Linked DNA regions of Mus musculus: regions 1 and 3 are each linked to region 2. Evidence: chromatin contacts called from public HiCAR-type and HiChIP or PLAC-seq data. All regions are on one chromosome and are shown on one strand. Each heading gives the region's core, a stretch centred on a gene start, on an enhancer-like site or on the middle of the called end of the contact. The rest is flanking DNA. Distances are from core to core; before and after follow the strand shown. Region 1 overlaps Gm40931 (a long non-coding RNA gene). Region 2 has its middle 12 kb from the start of Gm2233. Region 3 overlaps Jarid2 (jumonji, AT rich interactive domain 2).

Evidence for each region. HiCAR-type assays count read pairs that join an accessible place to other places. HiChIP or PLAC-seq counts read pairs in DNA pulled down with a chosen protein or histone mark.
Region 1: a contact with region 2 is called in an H3K27ac HiChIP or PLAC-seq map of embryonic stem cells, with 3 times the contacts expected there. The contact joins two enhancer-like sites. A contact is called at or near these places in 3 of 115 datasets of contacts at active chromatin or transcription factors (bone marrow-derived macrophages, embryonic basal ganglia and embryonic stem cells) and 1 of 9 other capture datasets (embryonic stem cells).
Region 3: a HiCAR-type map of embryonic stem cells shows a contact between it and region 2, with 5 times the contacts expected there. The contact joins two enhancer-like sites. A contact is called at or near these places in 1 of 39 promoter capture datasets (cranial neural crest), 1 of 484 Hi-C or Micro-C datasets (bone marrow-derived macrophages), 3 of 115 datasets of contacts at active chromatin or transcription factors (differentiating embryonic stem cells, embryonic stem cells and neural tube) and 1 of 9 other capture datasets (embryonic stem cells).

What each region holds. Positions count from the first base shown.
Region 1 is chr13:44,580,301-44,584,654 of GRCm38.p6, forward strand. The region is part of intron 2 of Gm40931 (a long non-coding RNA gene); the gene reads right to left. Among named protein-coding and RNA genes, the nearest start is that of Gm34276, 14 kb to the left of the region's middle. Within about 2 kb of position 2,606, at least 43 of the 459 cell types and tissues checked have an H3K27ac peak or open chromatin away from gene starts, as enhancers often do. A contact at or near this core is called in embryonic stem cells, where this site is marked.
Region 2 is chr13:43,934,797-43,939,702 of GRCm38.p6, forward strand. No RefSeq gene overlaps it. Among named protein-coding and RNA genes, the nearest start is that of Gm2233, 12 kb to the right of the region's middle. Within about 2 kb of position 1,970, at least 20 of the 459 cell types and tissues checked have an H3K27ac peak or open chromatin away from gene starts, as enhancers often do. A contact at or near this core is called in embryonic stem cells, where this site is marked.
Region 3 is chr13:44,846,332-44,851,021 of GRCm38.p6, forward strand. Jarid2 (jumonji, AT rich interactive domain 2) reads left to right here. Exons shown (of 18, transcript NM_001205043.1): 3 at 1,949-2,090. Among named protein-coding and RNA genes, the nearest start is that of Jarid2, 120 kb to the left of the region's middle. Within about 2 kb of position 1,935, at least 4 of the 459 cell types and tissues checked have an H3K27ac peak or open chromatin away from gene starts, as enhancers often do. A contact at or near this core is called in embryonic stem cells, where this site is marked.

The sequences.
Region 1 (4,354 bases), core at 1,356-3,855, 650 kb after region 2:
TGTCAAGCACGCGTGCAGCTTGAGCCGGTGGACAAAGCTAGAGTTCTAACCCTTCTCTTGTTTCCAATTATGTAAACCACAAAATCAGCTGTTGCCAAAAGCACGCATAGATATAATCCCCAATTTTCCAATTCAAACCTGGATGTAGATTTAAATTGCACGGATAAAGCTGTGAGAAATCAAAGCAGAAATGGACACAGAGTAGCCAATAGCAGAGGCGTAGAAACCTACACAGAGCCCCAGTCGGGCCCCCTGGGCAGCCCCACCCCCAACCCCATCCCCGCTGAGGTCGAGTAGTGCTGGCTCTTTCTCATTGCTGTGACAAAAGGAACTTAAGGAAGGATTATTTTTGGCTCATGGTTTGGGGGTGCTGTCCATTTTAGCAGGGAACGCCTGTCAGTAAAGACATTATAACCACGGTGTCAAGAGGGTGAGGTGCCTGGCCACACCCATCTACGATCAGAAGGACCCTTTATTTAATCTTTGTGAGAACTATCAAGTACGGATGCCAGGCACACACTAGACGCCCAATCAATGCTATGCCCTTTTCCCTCCTCTTCGGATGGCTTATGAATTATTTCAGCCGTTAAGAAACTTGTAAAGCCGAGGGTTCAGAGAAGGGAGACTAGCGCTGCTGGCCCAGCACACATAAAACCCTGAATTCAAGCCAAGCACAGCACCAACAGGGTGTGGTGGTAGCGAGCACCTGCAGTCGTGTTCCTGGAGACATTCAGACGTTCAAAGTCATCCTTGGCTGCAGAGCCACTTCTAAGGCCACCCCAGAGTACAAAAGACTAAGTTAAAAGAGTAAGAAGAAGAGGAGGGAGGAAAAGAGGAAGAGGGAGAGAGGGACAGAGAGGGACAGAGAGGGACAGAGAGAATAATAAAATAAACTGAATTAAATAAACACATCACAGCCGAAGCGTACTGACTTGAATAGGAAAGGGATATCACACTTCCACTTATATTTTTTTGCCTCTGTCTTCCCATTTTGGACCCGGGCCAGGTCACCACTTTCCATGCCTTAAATGTTTGTATCCCCTTCCGTGCTCAGTGCGTAATAATAAGAGATAAATGAGCCTAGCAGCCTTAGGAAAGAAGTGAAGATGAGGGCTAGTCACACAGACCCTGCCTAGGAGAGCGGAGGGAGCAGAAGGCAGAGGAGGTCTCTATGAGTTCGAGGCCATCCTAGTCCAGATAGTGAGTTCCAGGACAGCCAGGGCTATGTAGAACCAAAACAAGGGGAGGAAGAAGAGGGAGGAGGGACGGAGGGGACCAGCAGTTTCCTCTCTGTGTGCACCAGCATGCATGAGCACAGACACCCCCTCCCCCGCACAAATACACAACACACCCGTACACATAATAAAAATAAAGAAATCTTTATTTTTTAAAAATTGTACCAAAAATTAATCAGTAACCTAAACAAACTTTTCTACTATTACCGTTTTGATCAATCTTAAACCCTTAAAGCTTTAGAGAAGAGTGAGTATATCCCTATACCCCTTTAGAATTTAGACATTTGTTTTAGACACAAAGTCGGGTAACTTCATTTCTAGACAGATAAGCCTACCTAAGTACAAACTTCTGACACGAGAAGAATCCAAATGGGTTTTCCTTCAAAACCCAGTTCATTAGAGGCCTCCTCCTCCTATCACTTGCCTGGTGTTTCACTTCTGCAAGCTTGTTTATTTCCACGACAGGTTATCTCGGGAGTTTGGGTTTCTGTCAATTTTCTTATCCTCTCTCCTCATCTGCATTCAAGGTCGCCCATCTCTACACACCTGCTTAGGGGCCCCGGAAACTTATTACTGCTGTGGTCAAGTCACGAAAGGAATCCTCTCCCCAAGAGACAATTTCCTCTACATCACCAGTGCCTCTTGTTAGGATAAAAATAACTGTGGCCTCCACAGCTCAGCCTGGCTATTAAGGGTTGCCGTTGTTATTTTGGCTCAGCACCCCAGGGCAATGACAGAATTTATTTTCTGGAGGTTCGTTTTAACCTAGCAATTAGTGCAAGGGAAGGTTCTGAAGCAGTAGCTGGAAACCTAGTGTTTCCATGCGCCTCGTTCTGGGTTCTAGGGAAAAGACGGCAGAGAAAATTGGACTTTTGCTTTCTTTCTTTGGCTCATTTCTAATTCCTCTTTTGTATTCGGAAAGCAGGGCACGCCCGCGTGCGTGTGCATGCGTGCGTGCGTGCCTGTGTATGTTCGGCCTGCGGTTTTCACGATCACAAACGTGCAATTGAAAGATTTGAAGAATTGGAATGTAAGCCTTTTTTTTATTATTATTATTCCATCCTAGCCTGGGTCCCCACATCCCTAGATCCCCAAGCTCCTCCAGCCCTTCGGGACCACCTCTGGCCTTTGATGTGCTAATCTCAGGCTGAGCATTGGTTGAAGCTGCCTCTAGAGCTCCTGTAGAGATGGCTGCAGTCTTCAAAGCCCAGTGTAGTCCTGGGCTCCCAAGGCAAAATAAGTTTGCTTTTTACACTACCAAAGAGAAAAATCTGAACAAATTGGAACAGGATCTTAAGCAATAGAGAGGGGCGCTCTCTCTGCTTAGAAATAAGAAACTAATCAATGCTATCAACGTGGGTTCTCCCTGTCCTCTCACTGTAATCATTTCCAGATGACAGCATGCATATGATTAGGGTCTCCTGGCAGCTCATTCCTCTCCCAGGGCCCTGGAAGGGAGAGCAAGAGGCTCAGTGGCTGGAGTCCAAGATAGGAACTTGCTAGCAGGTAACACTTGACCCTGCACTATGCTGAGGAAGGTTCTGGCAAGAAAGAAAGGAAAAAACAAAACAACAAAAACAAAAAACAAAAAACAAAAAAAACTCTCATAGGTTAAGACTTCAAATGATGCAACCATAATTCATTAGCAACACACACGATTGGCAGGACTCTCCTGGCTTCCTGGGAGAAGAGTTGTGGTACCTCTAACAACATCAGCCGTTAAAGTCTGTTAAAGATTGAAAACCTCGCAATACCAGTCTGTTAATTGTGATGAGGAAAGGAGACAGAGATGGACCAGACAACTTAGGGACAGAAGCCTGTATTCATGTCCTTGACCAGAAGTTGAACATGTCCTTGGATCTGTCTGGACAATGGACCCAAGCTTGCAGGAGCCTGGCATGTGTGTGGGTGAGGCAGGGGGTTAGGGGTGTCCCCTGGTCTGCTTTTCTGCTACCTCTCTAAATGAGCACCTGTTCTGAGAGTCATACATGAGCGAATGATCCAAACTCCAGCCCCGACACTCATGCCTTCCAGTGAGCAATTTTGGATTAGATCTCCAGATTTTCATGAGGGGGAAAAATGGGTCATACATATTTCTTAATTTCAGCTCTGCCTCTAAATCCTTTGGAGTCTCGAGTCCCGAGGGAAGAGGATTGTTATAACAGCCTTAAATGCTGACTCAAAGTCTTCGAGTCAGCTTTGAGCACTGCCTCTTGCTCCCCCTAGTAAGACTGAAAAAGTACATCACCTTTGCGGTTCCCTGGGCCTTCCAGTCAAAAAAAAAAAAAAAAAAAGAAAGAAAGAAATGCCCTGGCCCTGTGTGTAGACATGATATCCTGCTCTGCTCCAAGATAAGAGCATCACGTACTATCTTCTCCTCTTTCTTAAGACTTAATCCAGGGCACTGGAGAGGTGGTCCAGCTTGCTAATCTTCCAGAGGATCCTAGTTTGGTTCCTAGAACTCACACCAGATGGCTCACAACCTCCTGTAACCCCATCTCCAAGAGAGCCAGCGCTGGACTCCACAGGTAGCCACACAGACACCATACACATAAACAACAACAACAACAAAAACTTTAAAAAATCCCAGCAGGTCCTGCCTGTCACCTGGACAAGAGATCACCCTCATGAAGGCTGATTCGCCTAAGCCCATGGTAAAGAGATGGGCGATAAACACCCTAAGCACTGCCAGGTGGCCCGAGTAACTTTCTCTTTTCCTTCCTTCTGTCTTTTCCTTTCAGACACTGGCTAAAGCCTGGGGCCCTTTCCTTGACCCTCAGGGCCTTTGTTCTCTCTCTAAAGCTGCCCACACCCCATCCTACCTTGCAGCTCTGCCATGAGCTCAATCACTCTGCCTGCCTGCCTGCCTTCACAGACTCCACTGGAAACCCCGTGGCTTTCTCTCTTCCTCTTCTCAGTATCTTCTCTCCTGACGGACGCCAGAATTTACGGCTTGCCTATCCTGTTGTATTTCTCTCCTGGGTGTGGTACGACAGATGGAACCCTGGAGCCAGAGCTTTATGCTTGTTCTATCACAGTCTTAGGTCCTCATTCTCCGTCTCTGGTTCATCTCTGTATCTCTGTGTCTGTCTCTGTCTCTGTCCCTCCTCCTCCCTCTC
Region 2 (4,906 bases), core at 720-3,219:
ACAATTATGTGCCAACAAACCCAGCCTGTGGATGGCATTTTGATTAGCTGTTCTTCAATTTTCCTTTGTCCGAACTTTATAGAAGTCATGCAAAGTGTGACATGATCATTGTGTGTGCATTCTGATGTGTACATTCTGATGTGTGCACTCTGATGTGTGCACTCTGATGTGTGCATTAAGGACTTGAAGCTGGAGACTGCGTGTCCTGGCTCCTCTTCTGTGTTGGTAAAATGACTCCATATGTACTTGAGTTAAGTTGATGGGCATTTTCCACATTCTAATCCTCATGGCCTTGGGGACACCACTTGTACATGCCATACTTTCACAGTGTTGCTTTGATGACTGTGACATCGCCCCTGTTTTTGTCTTCCTTTCCTCTGGTGCACAGTAGACCTGAAAAGGCAATAGCTGAATGCTTGAAGTGGGACAGGCACATGTTCCACTTCATGAATGGGCATGGCAAAATTCTGGGGGGTGGATATTATGCCATCAGCTAGCCAGCACCATCTCTTCTGCTGAGTCTCAACCAACATCCCCACAGCATTCAGATGGGAGCCCATCTTAACTCTGCTTCAAGGGCCGACTGGATGCAGGAGCTGAGAGCCAGTTCAAACACCACATGGACTTTGGGATAGCGTGTTTTCTTTGAGTGCAAGCCAGCCAAGACTGTGGCCTCACATAATTCTTCTGCTGGTGTGGAATAGCAAGCGCCACTGGAAGATGATTCATGAGGAGACATTTGCCAAGTTTTTGCCTGGGATTGAATGGGGGAAAAAAAAAAAAGGATTCCAGAAGTGCACACGGAAGCCACATAGAGCGAAAGTTCTATCTTTAGTTTGGGAATCTACATTCATTACTTCTCTCACTTGGCTGGCACGTGGCTGAGGCTCTAGCCACCGAGTACTCGTGCTCTGAGATGTTTGACTATGCATCAGGGTCTGGTACATAATTTTAGCTAATACTTGTTTTATGTTCTTTAGTTTATAAAGTGCTTTGCCTACACCTTCTAGCTGCTTATTCATTATGAGTGCACATGCCAACATTAACCGACAGGAAAATGATATCTTTGCAAGGGGCACATGGGCCATGCATACATGAGCCACTGAACTCGGGCCCTCTAGGTGATGTTATAGGGAGTTGCCTTCCCACAGGCGTCCTCTGATACCAACTGGTTATCCTACAAGTCCAGGCTGATGCCAGTGAACTAGAGCCAGCTTCCATCCCACAAGTTCAGCAGTCACATCCCAAATAACACCTTTGTCTGAAATGATGACAGTTTTGGAGGATTCCCCCCAACTCTCAACAATTCAACTAGTCATGAGACTAGTTGACTAGGTGACTCCTGTAACCTGAGAAAGAGCTATTCTTACTGTTCGTTTTTCTATCTATCTATCTATCTGTCTGTCTGTCTGTCTGTCTGTCTATCTATCTATCTATCTATCTATCTATCTATCTATCTATCTATCTATGTGCATGTGTATATGTGCATGTGTCATGGCACACACATGGAGGTCCCAGACACCAAGTCAGTCCCAGTCCTCTCCTTCCTACTATGTCTCTCCTGGGGATCAAACTTGGGTCTTGGGGCAGAATTGCAAGCACTTTCACCCACAGAGCCATCTCTCCTGCCCTCTTGCTGTTATTACTTACTTACAGAGCAGGCAAATGCTAACCCAGATGAAGAATTTCACAAGGTGAGGTCTGGGACTGGCGGCTTGGTGTCCAGCTCTTCACAGACTCCATGAATGTTTTCCAGCACAAGGCTATGTGCCACAGCTGGGAACCTGCCTGAGCCTCCATGTGCTGGGAATTTGTATCGGGGTTTCATTATATAGGCATAATTGATTTAATCACAGGCGATTAGAATTGCATTCAATCTCCAGTCTCTCTCCCCTCTCAGGACATTGAGAGGTGGGGCTGGAATTCCAAAGTTCTAACCCTGTGGGGGGTCTGGGGAGGGGGGGACTGGGATTACCGGATGCTGTCTGAGAGCTCTGTATAATGAGTCATTTCATTAGCATATGCCCAGCTATGATAGAAAGGGGCCCTTGTTATGAACAACAAAAGAATTAGACATGTGTCACTTTGAAAGATCCAAGAGTTTTTGAAGCTCTGTTCTAGGAACTGGGGATAAAGAACAGAAATATTCTTTGTTATATTACAATTCCCTGTAGTAGGTAGACTGTATGCGCAGCCAGTGCCTTTCTCCTTTGTAAATACAACCTGCTCTGTCAAGAGGTGGCTCTCTCCCTCATCTCTTAAATATGACTCTTTTTTTTTTTAATGCCTATGTCCAAATCTGAAAATAGATAGAGGCGGCCAAGTTTTTAGGCTGTTCAAGTTAGGTGTTTATATGCCCAGGAATTACATTAAGCAAGACAGTAAAGACAGAGAAACCATCTTGGATGCTTCAAGTCCTGACAGTGCCCACTGGAGATGGCTGTCCCCTTTCTTGTAGTTGAAGAGTCTCCCGGCTGAGCCAAACACTTCATGGCATCCCAACAAGCAATAAACTGAGCAGAGCAGTTTCTTACATGTTGCAGATAGCTCTCTGAGAATTTTGTATTGGGTGACAAGACCTCACAAAAATAATCTCAGATACATCTCAGGTATGCAGAATTCTATTATATACAGAAGAATGTTAAGGTTAAATTCAGTATTTAAAAAAGGAACCAAAAGGCACATGTCCTGTCTTGAGAACTACAACAATGGACCCGACTCACTTGGACAGTGGTTCATCAGCATTTCTTCTGTATGTCTTCCTGTCACAGGCTCTGAGCCCTCTGCCTTGCTTCTTTTGTGAGTCTAATTCAGAGACTGCCAAATAGGGAAACTCTTTTATAGGGTAGAGAGATGGCTTAGCGGTTATGAGCACAAACTGCTCTTTCTGGTCACCTGTGTATGTTTCCTTTGGTTCCCAACACTCTCATCAAGAAGCTCACAACCATCTGTAACTCTGACATCTCTGGCCCACTGGTCACCAACACACACACACACACACACACACACACACACACACACACTAAAATAATCCCCTTTTAAAAGAAAGAAACTTCCTCCTAAACATTTAGGTAAGGATTTACATATGAAAGCTCATCTTGGTACTAATTATAATCACACTTTCAATGCCTATGTTATTTAGGACAAAATACAGTTTATGTCTAAAGACCCAAATGTGTACTAGTATTTATCAAGAAACTTTTAAGCCAATTTTTTTAAATGAAGATATTTGCACTCTCAAATTCAAGAGGTGAGAAGTTGGCCAACAGGGCAGATCAGCAGATGCCATTTCTTGGGGATCCATGCTGCCTTCTTTAGCGCTCTGCTGGATTCCATGTCTCTGGAAGATGGGAAAGGCCCCCAGAGGAGCTCTTGTGTAATATTTTCCGCCAAGTCTGGAAGCAATCTACAACACTTCCATTTTCCATGGAGAACGCAGCCATGTCGCCACACCTGGAAGTCACTGACTGGGTAGCCCGTGTACCCACGCTCTCACTAACTGGGTAGCCGGTGTGCCTATGATCATTTTATTATTATGGAAGCTACATATGCAGCTTCCAAATCACTAAAGGAAAACAAAGAACAAGGTTTATAGATAATTAAAAAATATGTGTCACGAACATGTGGCAGTCCCCTAAACCACAAAGGCAACTTAGGAAAATTGTCATTGCAAGATACAACCGACCAAGAGCTGAGACATTGTAACAACTGGGTCAGCTGTCAACACGTCTGTTTGGTGCATGCTTTGGCTTAGAAGCCTGTGAAGTTGTCAATCGTACCTTGGAGACCTTCTCTTTTCCTGGTGTCTGTCTTCCATTAGAAATGGAGACTAAGAGTGGAAAGAAAGATCCCAAAGAGATGTGGTATAACTGGCTCACAGCCAGTCACAACTCACCTGCTAGTGACTTTGAAAGGACTCCTTACCATAAGTGTGGGGAGCCATTTCCTCGTGGGGAGCAACTTCCCAGCAGCCCTGCCTCACCCAGGCATCCTCACCAGCTAACTTGCGAGGGAAAGACTCACATTCCTCTTGTTGTTTTGTGTACCTCATGAATTGACACACATCAAATGGACACCTTGGATTCAGCGGCGTACACTTAAACGTTTAAGGAGTGTTTAAGGGTTCCGTTTTCAGCAGACAGCACGCACATCAGTTTTTGAGGAAGCTCCAAGATGCAGCCAGGGCTTTATTTATCAGCACATTTGCATGTGGTGATTGATTCTTGAGCCAGCCAAACACATCTAAAAGAAAACTCATTTAGTGCAAAATAGCTTTAAAAGTGACTGCTTTCAAATGGACCGCCCTGTTTAAATGATCCTCAGGATATAATTAGAAGAAATTGGAGTTTCCTGAATGAGAGAGAGAGAGAGAGAGAGAGAGAGAGAGAGAGAGAGAGCTCACAGACTTGTGTAATGGTCTGTGTACCATTTGCCTTTGGAACATCTTGCTGCCCCATGAACAAACTAAAATTCTGTCATCTTTGGCCACCTATTAGTAACCAAGGTAATGTAATTTGGGAATTATTCATATAAATGATCACTGTCCAAATAGGACCTAGTAGCTAACATTAGATGATTGTCAAACAGCTTATCCTCAACAGAGTGAAGAACTTCAGGTCAGACAGAGCTATCTCAGCCAGAGGAAACCTGATACAACCACGCTTGGTGTCAGCTATTAGAGATTAAAGCCTGCTAAACTTTCAGGACATGCTCGCACACTCCTGGGTAGCGCCAACTTTTCAAGATTTGAGCCAGTTCAGCAAGTAGCGTCAGCAGACCAGCATCTCCTAGGCAATGAAAGTAGTTACCATGGAAACCCCAGAGCTGCACCCATCAACAGCTTTACAATTTTGACAGTTCAGAAAGTGACTATTTTGGAATTTCAATTAGAGTAGAAATACACACA
Region 3 (4,690 bases), core at 685-3,184, 910 kb after region 2:
TGTGTGTGTGTGTGTGTGTGTGTGTGTACACTATTTAATCATAATAAAAAATAGGTATACTACAATTGGAGGTGGGATATCAAAATTTTATTTCCGAGTCTTTCCCTTTTCTTGCTAAGATATTGAACCAGACTTCACTGCTGAACTATATTCTGGCCCCAGTCACATTTCTTTTTTTTTTTTTCCTTTTTTTTTTTTTTTTATGATTGCTTTTCTTTTTTTCCATTTTTTATTAGGTATTTAGCTCATTTACATTTCCAATGCTATACCAAAAGTCCCCCATAGCCACCCACCCCCACCCCCACTCCCCTACCCACCCACTCCCCCTTTTTGGCCCTGGCGTTCCCCTGTACTGGGGCATATAAAGTTTGCATGTCCAATGGGACTCTCTTTCCAGTGATGGCCGACTAGGCCATCTTTTGATACATATGCAGCTAGAGTCAAGAGCTCCGGGGTACTGGTTAGTTCATATTGATTCTTACGTTTGCCTTTCGCCATCTGGTAATCTCTGAAGCTAGCTGTTATAGTTGTCTCTGTTAAGAGCTTGTTCTTCAGGTGACCCTGTTAGCCTCTATAAGCAGACCTGGGAGGGTAGCTCTCTCCTTAGTTTGAGTGGGCAGAGTATTCTCTGCAGGCAAGCTCTCTTCTTGCAGGGAGGGTACCCAGATATCTGGTGTTCGAACCGGACTCCTGGCAGGAGTTGTGTTCCACTCACTAGAGGTCTTAGGATCCCGTGGGGAATCCTGTGTGGGCCCTTGCGGGTGTCGGGCTCATCCGCTGGCAAGGTACCTCGGGGCGCGAGTGGAGCGGAAGGGGCTTGTGCCCCAGGTCAGGCCCGGGTAGTCCACTTCCCTATTTACCGCAGTCTCAGGTTCCGCGCGATTGGATTGGGGCAGGGGCTGTGTTCCACTCACCCGAGGTCTTAGGATCCCATGGGGAATCCTGTGTGGGCCCTTGCGTGGGCGCCTCCGCTGGCAAGGTACCTCGGGGCGCGAGTGGAGCGGAAGGGCCCCAGTCACATTTCTAATGGTGTTGGAAATCATATTTGTATAATTCCAGTATTGGTGTGCCAATGTACTGCTAATAGAAATGATATTTTGGATAAATATACAATTTTTTTTTTTTAGATTTGCAAAGAACATTGAAACAAGTAGGCAAAATTAGGAACCATTAACATCATTTAATCCTTTCTGCTGTTATATTTGGTGATTGCTGCTTCTGGGATCCTGTGGTGGACCTTTCCATGTTTGTGTCCACAGGAGTGCATCCATGGTAGTGTGTATATACGCATCAGGACTTCAGATCTAGAGAGCAATTGTTCTTTGACTAGGTCTGAGACAAGACTGGGTACAAGCTACGTTGTTAAGGGCTCTATTTGGGTTTCCAGTTTGCCTCTAAGATGTGTTTATGATGTTTCTGTGGGTAGCTGGTATTGGTCAATTTTTGTTATAAAGTAAATATTTACCAGTTGGTAGCTATTTAGAAATGACTCATTGGGTTTTTATGATAATTGTCACATCTTTTCTAGCCTTGAGGCACAAGAGATGTTCAAAATAAAACGTACTTTAGTCAGGTCTCTATCTAATAGGTAGCATCTTAGATGCTGAAACAATAGGATCACTCACTCAGGTCAGACTGCATTGAGATCCTTTCTCTGTATCAAAACCCGATCCAGCTCCCCCCCCCCCCCCCTCTCTCTCTCTCTCTCACACACACACACCCCAGCACTCACGCGTGCGCCTGCCTGTCTGTCTTGAATTTCCTTGTTAATTGTTTCCTTCTTAAGCTTTTGATTCTCTTATGGAGTGAGGCTAATTTTTCTTACCCCCTTTAAAGGATTGTATGTGTATGTAAGTTTTCTGTCCTTGTCAGCTTGGGCACAGGGTAGAAGGAAAAGTGCTGCTCTGATGTAATGTGTTTAAGTGTTTGTCCCTTTTCTCACCTGTAGGGCTTCTTGGTAATGCCCAGGCTAAGGCACTAGGACCAGCCTCAGAGCAGTCAGAGAACGAGAAGGATGATGCCTCCCAAGTGTCCTCTACTAGCAACGATGTTAGTTCTTCAGATTTTGAAGAAGGGCCGTCGAGGAAAAGGTTAGTACCCAAGCATTAGTGAATAAATACATCATGGGGCAGGGACTGTCAATTCAGTTGCTAATGCTTGCCACATGGGAGCAAGTGTGAATCTACCACAGGAGTCAGAACTAAAGCTTTCCCAGTAACAATCCTCAAAAACAAAGATGGATAAAAGTCATTAATGGCCCGGGTGAAATTTGTTCCTGCCTGTGACACCATGCTGGCCAGAAGAGGGAATCCGATATTATTACAGATGGTTGTGAGCCACTATGTGGTACTGAGAATTGAACTCAAGGACCCCTGGAATAGCAGCCAATCCCCCCTTCCCTCTTTTTTTGTTTATTTTGTTTTTTGGTTTTTGTTTTTTTTCGAGACAGGGTTTCTCTGTATAGCCCTGGCTGTCCTGGAACTCACTCTGTAGACCAGGCTGGTCTCAATCTCAGAAATCTGTCTGCCTCTGCCTCCCAGGTGCTGGGATTAAAGGCGTGCGTCACCATTGCCCTGCTGCAGCCAATCCTCTTAACAGCTGAATTATTTCATGAGCCCATCAAATTTATTCTTAATCAGCAGCTGTTTTGAAATCTGTATTAAATGCGTTTTTGTCATTTCTGAAGAGATTTCTTTCCCAAAATGATAGAGACTTCCTGTGGTATTATTAGCAAATAATTGTTCTTGTCATGAAAATATTAATTTACTGTCTACAACCTTAATATGTCTGATTTTAACCAAACTGTTTTTATATGATTTTTCTACATAATTTAAGATAGTTCAGTAAGGTGGTAGGTAGGCTAATGCTATTTTAAGATTTGTGGCAGTGAAATTACATAACGGTTCCAACTGGGTCTTTAAAGATCTCTTTGCTAGCAACCACCCTATTTTATGTCTTATTGTCCACCCCCTTTAAAATTTACTTTTAAATTTGCATTTGATCTTTATGACTATAATTTTGCAATGCAGGTGGTCAGAATTGAACTCAGGACCTTTGGAAGAACAATCAGTTCTCTTAACTGCTGAGGCATCTCTTTAGCCCCTATGACTATATTTTAAAAGGAAAAAGTTCCCTTGGTTTGAACTTCTTTTCTTGGTTGATTCATCTTGACTATAATGACCCTTTGGAAACAATTTAGATGTCTATCTTTAATGAAGTACAGAGAAAAATTAGGTGAAGGAAATTAGCCATGATTTGTGCTTGCAAGTTGAGATGCATAGCTCAAATTCTGGTTTTGCCTTCCTTTCCTTGGTGTCTAATAGCATATGGTCTATGTTGGGTCTGTATAATAACTTCTCCTAGTCATTGTCTTTAACCTCTCAATAGTGTCTCACATTGCTGTTTTGTATGTTAGCAGATTTAAACACACACCAGAGGCGTCGTGTCATTATACTAGGCCTGTACTTTTCTATGACGAACCTTTTACTGTATACCATAAGGAGCCTCTTTCCCCATTTGTAAAGGGAACCATCACTAGAACTGAAGGCTGGAAAAACTAGTCGCTTCAGTAGATACATTGGAATGTGTGATAGTATCTGTGCTTTTTAGCATGGGTGGTATTCATGTCCCTGACATCAGCTTTCACCTGCATTTGGAGAGTGCATTTTTTGAGTCAATGGTTATATAATGGTTAAATAATGGTTATATAATGGTTATATATTCACTATTGTGTGACTGACCATCCACCCCTCCCAGTGTCTCATTCTCTTGGATGACAGTGATGGTGGCCTTTTCTTTTTGTTGGTGCACTCGAGTGCTAAGTAGTTATTTAATCTGAATTTATAGGACAGTAGAAATAGGAAATAACTTTGTAGAGTTAAGATTTAATTAGTGCAAATCTTTTTCTATTGCATTAAATAGTGCTCCACTGTTGCAGGGTGCTAGAGCTGGTTTAGCAGAACAGAGCTCTTGTTCTCTTGTAGAGGACCCAGGCCTGATTCTCAGCACCCATATGGAATGGCTCAGAACCACCTGTCACTCCAGGTTCAGGGATCTGGCTTATGCCCGTGGTAGCTTACTCACACGCAGGGAAAGCATTCATACACATAAAAGTAAACTTTTTAAAAAATCAAAGCAAAAGATTTCATTGTCGCAAATGAAAAAGGAAGGCGGGAGAGTAGAATTAATTACAGTATCAGTTCGAGCTAACAGTCAAACTCTTTTAGTAAAACTTATTAGGTATGTGTGGCTTATGGTTAGATAGGTAATACTGGCTTTTTATCACTTTTGCAAAAAGTGATTTTATTTTTAAATTACATGTATGGGTGTGTCTTTGTGGGTTGTGTACATGAGTTGTAGAAGCTGATTGTTGGATCTCTCTGTAATGGAGGCCATCTGATTTGGTGCTGTGAATCGAATTTGAGTCTTCCGAAAGAGCAGTACATGCTTTTAATTGTTCAGCCATTTACTTAGCCCCTAATTATGCTAGTGTGAGACACACTCAAAGTTGGATTATAGACTTGAATCTGTTAGTTTTACAGTGTGAAGAAATACTTTGTTTTGGTTTTGTTCTGTATTTAGTGGGTTGTCTTTGGCTTTTTTTTTTTTTTTTTTTTAATTAGAATAGATGAATTGGAATTCCTGCAGATTGTCATCGTATTTGATATTTAGAATTTCTGGGACAAAAATT